Regions from separate parts of the Muntiacus reevesi genome. Here region 2 is linked to region 1. Evidence: chromatin contacts called from public Hi-C data. All regions are on one chromosome and are shown on one strand. Each heading gives the region's core, a stretch centred on a gene start, on an enhancer-like site or on the middle of the called end of the contact. The rest is flanking DNA. Distances are from core to core; before and after follow the strand shown. Region 1 holds the start of LOC136160739 (general transcription factor II-I repeat domain-containing protein 2). Region 2 holds the start of GTF2I (general transcription factor IIi).

The links. Hi-C and Micro-C count contacts between places; a contact is called where the count stands out from the background.
Region 2: a Hi-C map of muscle shows a contact between it and region 1, with 9 times the contacts expected there. The contact joins the promoter of GTF2I here to the promoter of LOC136160739 in region 1. A contact is called at or near these places in 2 of 3 Hi-C or Micro-C datasets (blood and muscle).

Annotation. Positions count from the first base shown.
Region 1 is chr2:210,829,384-210,833,758 of mMunRee1.1, forward strand. It overlaps LOC136160739 (general transcription factor II-I repeat domain-containing protein 2), which reads left to right and starts at 3,113. Exons shown (of 15, transcript XM_065924785.1): 1 at 3,113-3,317. RCC1L (RCC1 like) reads right to left here and starts at 2,438. Exons shown (of 15, transcript XM_065924791.1): 1 at 2,308-2,438; 2 at 1,743-1,978; 3 at 585-716.
Region 2 is chr2:210,989,569-210,994,186 of mMunRee1.1, forward strand. GTF2I (general transcription factor IIi) reads right to left here and starts at 1,471. Exons shown (of 33, transcript XM_065924803.1): 1 at 1,102-1,471.

The DNA.
Region 1 (4,375 bases), core at 1,863-4,362:
AGTTTTGCTTTCTATGTCTAGTTTAGGAAAAGTACTACCCAAGAAAATAAGGATATTCTGTAATATTTGTAAAACCCTTAATGTAACACTTGTATTTGGAGTTCATTTTTATGAATGGTATGAGACCAGACTGTATAATTCTTCTTTCAAACAATACCTCACTGTCCCCAAATTATTGGCTATTAACAAGACTTTATCCGAAGATCTGAAATGCCATTTATAATATATGATAAATTTCCTTATACACTGGTCAATGTCTGAACTCAATTTTTCTTTCTACTGATTTATTCTCAACTAACATGACAACGTTTCACCTGCTACAGCTTTACAATATGCTCTTTTATTCAATCAAATCCCTCTTCTTTGTTCTTTTACAAAATTGCCTTTGCTATTCATAACATTTACTCTCATATAAATTTTAAAATCATCTTGCCAAGTTGCATTAAAAAAATCCCACTGGGATTTTTTTTATTGGAGTTGCATTAAATTCATGAGCTAATTTAGAGAAATTAACTAGAAGAAATGACATTTTTACAATCTTGAGTCTTCCCATGGCACATAAATGTGGTATACTTTAATATTACCATTGTTTTCAGCCATCTGCTTGATGAATCCAGCTCACTACTTGGGGATAAATTCTTCTTTCAATTTTCTAAGAAAAGGGTACTTCCAACTTTTTAGGGCATTAGTCTTCAAATTACTTTGATTATGCATTCCTATGGGAAAAATTGGTAAGCATGAGAAAATATATACAAGTTATTTGCATATGAAAGTTATGACCAACCCAGACAGCATATTAAAAAACAGAGACATTACTTTGCCAACAAAGGTCCATCTAGTCAAGGCTATGGTTTTTCCAGTGGTCATGTATGGATGTGAGAGTTGGACTATAAAGAAAGCTGAGTGCCAAAGAACTGATGCTTTTGAACTGTGGTGTTGGAGAAGACTCTTTGAGAATCCCTTGGACTCTCAAAGGAGATCCAACCAGTCCATCCTAAAGGAGATCAGTCCGGGGTGTTCATTGGAAGGACTGATGTTGAAGCTGAAACTCCAATACTTTGGCCACTTGATGCAAAGGGCTGACTCACTTGAAAAGACCCTGATGCTGGGAAAGATTGAAGGCAGGAGGAGAAGGGGACGACAGAGGATGAGATGGTTGGATGGCATCACCGACTCAGTGGACATGGGTTTGGGTGGACTCCAGGAGTTCGTGATGGACAGGAAGGCCTGGCGTGCTGCGGTTCGTGGGGTCACAAAGAGTCGGACACAACTGAGTGACTGAACTGAACAGCTACTAATATGAGGTTTATGAATTATACAAGGAAATTATTTAAATAATGAGATAAATATTAAATAAACAATAATTTAAAAACAAACATCTTATTTATTTTAGCCAAATTTCCATTTATTTTCTACATATTGTTATTGCTGAGTCACTAAGTCATGCCTGACTATTTTACCATCCCATGGACTGTAGCCTGCCAGGCACCTCTATCCATGGAATTCTCCAAGCAAGAGTACTGGAGCAGGTTGCCATTTCCTTCTCCAGGGGATCTTCCCAATCCAGGGACTGAACCCACATCTCCTGCATTGCAGGCAGATTATCGCTGAGCCACCAGGGAAGCCTGAAGCTCTTGATATACAGGTTAAGTTTTAAATCCATCATTATTATTCACTAGCTCCAGATTTGGGATTTCACCTGCTCACTACAACTCACAGGTAAATTTAAAAGCATTACTCACCCTACTTTCCCCAATCATTTCCAGACAGAGTAGAGTGGCAAAAAAAAAGTTTTTTTTGCCTGCCACACACGTTCCAGGCTGAGGTAGAATAGGGTGGTACCAGCTCTTACACCATAAACGTGTCCTTCTTCTGGTCTATTTAATGCCACACTTTCCACATTTTGGGGGGTTGGGGTTTTTTTTGTTTTTGATGATTTTGCTATTTAAAATGGTCCTCAGACTGTAAGCACTGAACACTGCAACATTAGATAGAAAACACTTTGTGTTAGCCAAGTTTCCTTCACACATGAGTTACAGCACTGTTGGCCACTGAGTTCAACTAACAAATCTACAAAACACATTAAATACGGTGTCTTTAAACAGACACACATATAAAACAAAGGTACATTTAATCGTTCCACAAAAACGTGAAGAGGCTGGCAGAACCCTGTTTGCTAAGACTTTACAGGCCATGACTCTTCTGAATAACGAAGAATCAACTAAAACACCACGAGGATTTTCAAACATCACTTTTAAGAATATCATAAAGCAGGTACCATCTCAGCTAATCGCTCATTATCTTTACCTTGGAAGGGCAGTTTTTTAAAATAGCATCTCCTAGGAAGCATAACCTTGTTAGCAACTCACACACAAAAAAAACAGAGAATCTGGGACACTTGCCTTTCTGCAAAAGAAAATGCGTATTAGAACTCCGAGACAGTCAAGAAAAAGGAATGAGAACAGTGTCTTCAATTGTGTCTAAATAGTCCTTTAAAATAAGGCATGCTACGTAAATCTGAGCAATGGGTAAACCGTTTCTATTACCCTATTCTTTTGCAGTCCATGGTAAGAGTCGGACACGACTTAGCGACTAACAGCAGCAACTCTCCTCCTGGCATATTTAAAATATTTGGACTTTGATTAAACAGCACTAAAGTAATACTTGACTATTTGCTGGAGAACCAGCACCATCAGAAGGACAGCTCTCGACTCCTTAGTAATGTCACTGAGTCCCATCAAAAGGTCAGGACACAACTGTTACAGTATTACAACATAATTCAATGGCTTTAAGGCAAATTCACCGGTCGCTGGAGCTGTGACCTCACCGCTTAAAGCTACAAACTGCAATCATGCTAAAAAGTGTAAAATTAAATAAGAGCAAGAAGGACATCCACGTTTGGGGGCGGTGTCGGTGGGGGTGAGACCAGACACGTGCAGCCACTCATCAAAGGCAGGAGATGGAGATGGACAGGCACGTCTGGCCCTGAACAGCGCGGGGCTAAGGGACTTCCAACGAGCTCAACGTGCAGCTGAAGTGGATTCCACGGCACCGGAAACGACAACTCCCACTTGGGGCGCTGCGGACACACGAGTCCAGGCTGCCTTCCAGGAAGCCAAAAAAAAAAAAAAAAAAGGAAAAGAAAGAAAAGAAAAAGGAGGGATAGTGGAGAGCAGGGCTTCGGCCGTCGCCCACAACGCCGCGCCCTCGTCTCCAGACGGTCTTCGCAGGCCGCGCTCGGCCCCCAGGCACTCCCAGGTGGCCCAGCCCTCGGACCCGGCGGCCGGCCGGGCGCTGCCCGCCGGCGGGGACCTCAGGTGCGTATCCCGCCCCCGCCGCAGCCGCCATTAAGAGCGGGTGCTTTGCTTGGAACTTTCTCGTCCCGCAGACCTGGCGGAGGAGAAGCCTTAAGTGGCTGCCCGCCCAGGCTCGCGCTGCGAGCGCCGCCGCCTCAGGCGGCCCGGCGGGCCCCCCGAACCGGTTCCCGGCGGGCAGGGCCCAAGGAGTGGGGGTGGGGCGGGGAAGCCCCGGCGCGGGGCAACGGTCGCACGCACGGAACGCGCATCCCTCTCCCTTCTGATTGGCTGAGCGGTGGCGGTGGGGGCGGGTGCTTGCCGTCTCAGGACGCTAGGGCCCAGTGTGCCGCAGGTCACGCTCCGGCGGTCGTACGCGGGGATATTGCGCTGCGTGCGGAAGTGCGTGATTGGTTAGGTGGTGGGGCGGGTTAGCCGCTGTTGCCTGGTAACTGCGTCCGGCTCCCCGGCGGAGGCGTCCCGACCCCTAGCCAACTGTCGCGCGCGTTGACGAGTGCCGCGCGACGTGGGTTTTGTCGTGGGTGTGGCCAGTGGGGCGGCCACCCGCAGCCTGCTTGTGACCAGAAAACCAATCCCAGAGGCCGGAAGAGTCTCTCGTCCTGAACTCCACTCCGTCACGGTTATGATTTAGACGTTCAGTTCAGTCACTCAGTCGTGTCCGACTCTTTGCAACCCCATGAGCTGCAGCATGCCAGGCCTCCCTGCCCAACAGCAACTCCCGGAGCCCACCCAAACTCATGTCCATTGAGTCGGTGATGCCATCCAACCATCTCATCCTCTGTCGTCCCCTTCTCCTTCTGCCCTCAATCTTTCTCAGCATCAGGGTGTTTTCAGGTGAGTCAGCCCTTTGCATCAGGTGGCCAAAGTATTGGAGTTTCAGCTTCAACATCAGACCCTTCAATGAACACCCCGGACTGATCTCCTTTAGGATGGACTGGTTGGCTCTCCTCGAGGTCCAGCGGACTCTCAAGAGTCTTCTCCAACACCACAGTTCAAAAGCATCAATTCTTTGGCACTCAGCTTTCTTTATAGTCCAACTCTCACATCCATACATGACCACT
Region 2 (4,618 bases), core at 221-2,720, 160 kb after region 1:
GGCACTCTAACGCACACGCTCGTCTGCAAACTAAGTTCCCCTTTTGTTTTCTGAGTACCCAGAGACCACTTTTACGCACAGCAGCCCATCAAGCCATTGTCTGCAGCAAAGTTGAACGCAAAAAGCTGAGATGCGTGCCTGGAGCCCCGGATTCCGAGGAGTGGGCGCTACTCCAACTAGACCCGATGTCGGAACATTCTCAGACACCAACGAGCGTAAAACCATGAACACTTTTATTTTAAAAAATCGCTTTATTAAAAGGCAAAACTTGGATAAGCACGAAGTCGGGAGGAACGAGGGCAGGGGTTTTGCTTTTTGGGGTTCGTCTTCTTCTCTGAACCCCCTCTGGATACTAGCCGAATCCCGATGGCTTATTTTCCCAAGCTTGCAGACTGAGGTTTTCCTTCCGGTCATTGTATTTATTTCCCCCAAAGAGCAAGGCCCCGCGGGGGCAGGCGCGCCGGCCCGGGCCCGGGACAAAGCCCACTCCCGGGCTCCACCTGGGCGCGGGCAGGGGCGGGGAGGGGCGGCGCTCCGCGGCCCGCCCGCCGGCCAGCCGCAGTTACCAAGCAGCGCGGCACCGCCCACCCCCGCCGCCCGCCGGCCAATCCGGCGCGTCTGCTGCCCGGGCGCACGAGCCCCGGAGACACCAGTCCGAGCGCGACCCCACGGCTGGGGCCTGGCACCGAGCGCGCACCCGCACCGCCCGAGCCGGCCAATCAGCGGGCCGGGCATGCGCAGCCCGCAGGCTCGCTCGCTCGCTCGCGCGCGGGGCCCTCACGCGTGAGGCGCCCCCCCCACACACACGCCGCGCCGGTGCGCGCGCCCTTCCCCCACGCACCCAGGCGCGCGCGTCAACTGTCGTCCCCCGCGACCGCGTCTGCTCCTGCCCCACCCCCAACGCCGGCGGCCCGGGGCTGGTGGGGGGGCGGGTTGGGGGCCCCCCCAACACGGCCACCGACAGTCCCCAGACTCCCCCAGCTGCCCGTGCAGGGCCCCCCCGGAGGGAGGGGGCGAGTCTCAAAATAAAAGCCCTGCTCGAGATGGCAACCGGGGCGGGGGTGGGTGGGGGGTAGCGGGGATGAGGAGACGGGGACTCACCCGAGTGCAGCCGCCTCCAGGCAGCGCCGGGGCTGGGGGGGCGCCGAAGGGAAGCGAATGTGGGCCGCGCGCGCGCGAGCTGTGGCCGCGGCGGAGCAGCCTGGGGTTGAGATGGGCCGGCGAGCGGGCAGGAGGTGAGAGGGCGAGGGGGCCCGAGCGTCTCGGCCGAGCTCCTGTCACCGCCGCATGGCCGCCCTTGGCACGGCCTCGCTCAGCGCCTAGATCCTCTCACAGGGGAACCGAGGGATAGGCCGGGGTAACCGCTGCAGGCGGGCGGCCACGGTTAGAGAGCGCGTGCGGGGAAGCGGGGGGGCGATCGGTGGCCCCTTTTCTCTGCTCTCCGAGCTTCTCTCTCTCACCCTCCTCCTCCTCCTCTTTTTTTTTTTTTTTTTTTTTGTTCCTAGAAGGCGCGCTGCGCGTGCGCACCCGCAGCGCCGCCCAGCGGGAGTTGTAGTCTCTGATGCGTCCCCACCAATGCGACGGCGGGGGACACTGGACTACGACTCCCAGGAAGCCTCGTGCCGACCAGCCCGGAGCCCGAGGACGCGGCGAGCTCGGCGCCCGGCCCTCTCGGGCAAGGACTGTCAATGGAGGCGCGGGTGGTGGGAGCGAGGAACATGGCTGCACCTGGGGCCTGCGCGGCTGCCCGAGTGGGGGAGGGGAGCGGGGACACAGGGATGAAAATCCAGGCCGAGTCGGTACCCTTGCCAGGCTTCAGCCGGCCGCGGCCACGGTCCCATGGCTCGCGCTCACTCTTGCATCCGAGATTCCCTGCAAATTGAGAGGCTGGAATACTGCAAAAGCCGGGGAGCCCCAGGCCGGCCTGCCGCCTTCCCTGCTCCGCCAAGGGACTTCCTCCGCCCTGCACCACCCTCCGGGACACAAAGAACTCCTGTTAGTTTCTAAAGCTTGCCTCGAGAGACTCTTGCCGCAACTTCGGACTGGGCGAGGGAAGGGCACCATTCTGTTTTTATTTACCCCTCCACCTCCAGGCTTTGCTCACTTTTCACTCGACCTGTAGAAGGAAACTTAAGACGGAAAAGCCATGGAGGGCGAACAGAAAACGTGATTTGCAGCCCGTTTTGTTCTGTCAACCCTAAGCAATTTTCTCAAACCCCACCCCCCCGGTTGTTTTTTTTTTTTTTTTTTTTTTTTTGCTTCTCAACTTTCATTAGCTCGCGAATTTCGAAAATGGTGAGATATTACTATTCATCCCAAGTTAGAAGTTTAAAAAAGAGGCCAGAGATTTTAGATGTTTATGTAAAAACACAAAATCGAGTGATTATGTGATGTTCCTCCCTGCCGGAGATTCTGGCCACGCCGGCCATCCTCCCCCCTCCCCCTCCTCCTCGGTAGGTGGCGACCACGGCGCTTTTTCCAGCCTTTGTCGCTCGCAAGAAAACTTTCCGAGCAGCTAGTCTTTTGATGTAGGGCCAAGACCTTTCCTTTGAATTTGGGTTCACAGATTAGCCTTCCCCATCTTCTTCCGTAGACCGCACCCATAAAGCCTCATCTAGAATGTACATGTTGGATTTCTTTTAAAATAGATGGAGAATTTAAAAGGTCCCTGCGAAGCAATCTGATTCCAGAAGACGTCTACATTTTCCCGATTTCCCCTGCAATCTTTTACTGTCATTTTGTCCTCGATTAATTCGATTAGGACTCTCCTTTGTCAAGTTTCTGCACTGCATTTAGTTTTTCATAAGAACAGTTTTCTTTTTACACTCATACTTCATTAACATTTTGGAATATTTAAGCTCCATCTTCCCAATACCAAGTACAACTGACATACTTAGGGATAAACATTAACTCTTGAGAAGCCTACAATTCAGCTGGTAACAGCAACCACCCCAGGAGCTGCAAAAAACTCAGCTGCTGTGAGCATCAGTTGAGGATGCTTTATGGAGGGATAGGAGCCCTGAGTGCTCAGACGGTATAGAATCTGCCTGCAATGCAAGGGGTTCCGGGGTTTAATCCCTGGGTCCAGAAGATCCCCTGGAGAAGGGAATGGCTACCCACTCCTATATTCCTGCCTGGAGAATTCCATGGACAGAAAAGCCTGGTGAGCTTCAGTTCATGAGATAGCAAGGAGTCCAACACGACTGAGGGACTAACATAACTTTTTTTGTTGTTTGTTTTTTGGTCTTGAACGGATTATTGGGGATACTGAGAAGTTGAGGACAGTGATGGGAGGATGCACTGGGTGTGGTGGAGTAATGGAGGAGCATTGGAAGGGTGTTAGGAAGTAAGACAAGGGTTCATTTAGTTACGACTACCCTTGTCATTAAACACTTATGTGGGAGATAGTCCCCTTTTTATGAAGTTAACAGTTCCGTTTGAAATTTTGCTGCTGCTTCATGAACAACTCCAGCTTCCTTGAGGTTGAGGTTGAACTATTGAATCCTAAAGCTGGTCTTAAAACTTTAGGTAGTTTTAAATTGCCTCTGGACAGAAAGCTGGACCTTTGGGGGACAATGAACAGCGTATAGAAGTCAACTTTTTTTCCCCATGTACTGCTATTAGCAGATTTAACCCTCAAATCCATGCTTACAGTCATAAATATCATACATGTTCAGTCTGAAGACCCGGCTCACCTTGGCTGTTAGTGGTGCACTTGCTGTTGGCTAACCAGTTTTTCCCTCACCTCACTGGTGCGGGTGCTATGCTAATGGTGATCAGAATTACAAGCCACTTGAGATACCAACTCAGCAGAGCCAGCTGTTTTCCAACACAAGATCACACTGCTGTTTTAGGGGTTGAGCAACAAATGAAAAATAAAAATAAAAAATCATTGATTTGTATATTTAGGAATGATTTCTTATGGAATACTCCTTTTTTCAAATCACACTCAACTTTTGTTTCAAATCACATTCAACATAACAGGATGTGTACCAAGACTGAGATTGCAGTCTGACTGTACCATGCGGCATGTTGGATCTCAATTCCCCGACCAGAGATCAAACCTATACCGCCTCCAGTGTAATCTCAAGAGTCCTAACCACTGAACTGCCAATGCAGAATCTTGCAGATTATTTCAAGTTATTTCATATACATCTCTCTTTTTAATGTTTAACCTAGCATATGCAGTCCTGCAGGTGAGTTCCCAAAAACAGGACACTCCATTCTATTGCATACAGTAGCCCCTCTTTATCTATGAGGAGAGTACTGAATTCTCCATATACTATGTTTTTTTTCCTGTATGTACATACCTATAGTAAAGTTCTTTGTTTTGGGGGACTTTTTTGGCCATGCATGAAGATCTTAGTTCCCTGACCAGTGGTTGAACCCAAGTTCCCTGCAGTGGAAGCACAGAATCTTAACCACTGGACCACCAAGTTAGTCCCTTATAACAAAGTTTAATTTGTAAATTATGCACAGTGAGAGATTAATGGGCTTTCCAGGTGGCGCAGTGGTAAAGAATCCACCTACCAATGCAGGAGATGCAGGTTCGATCCCTGGGATGGAAAGATACCCTGGAGAAGGATGTGGCAACCTGTTTCAATAGTCTTGCCTGAAA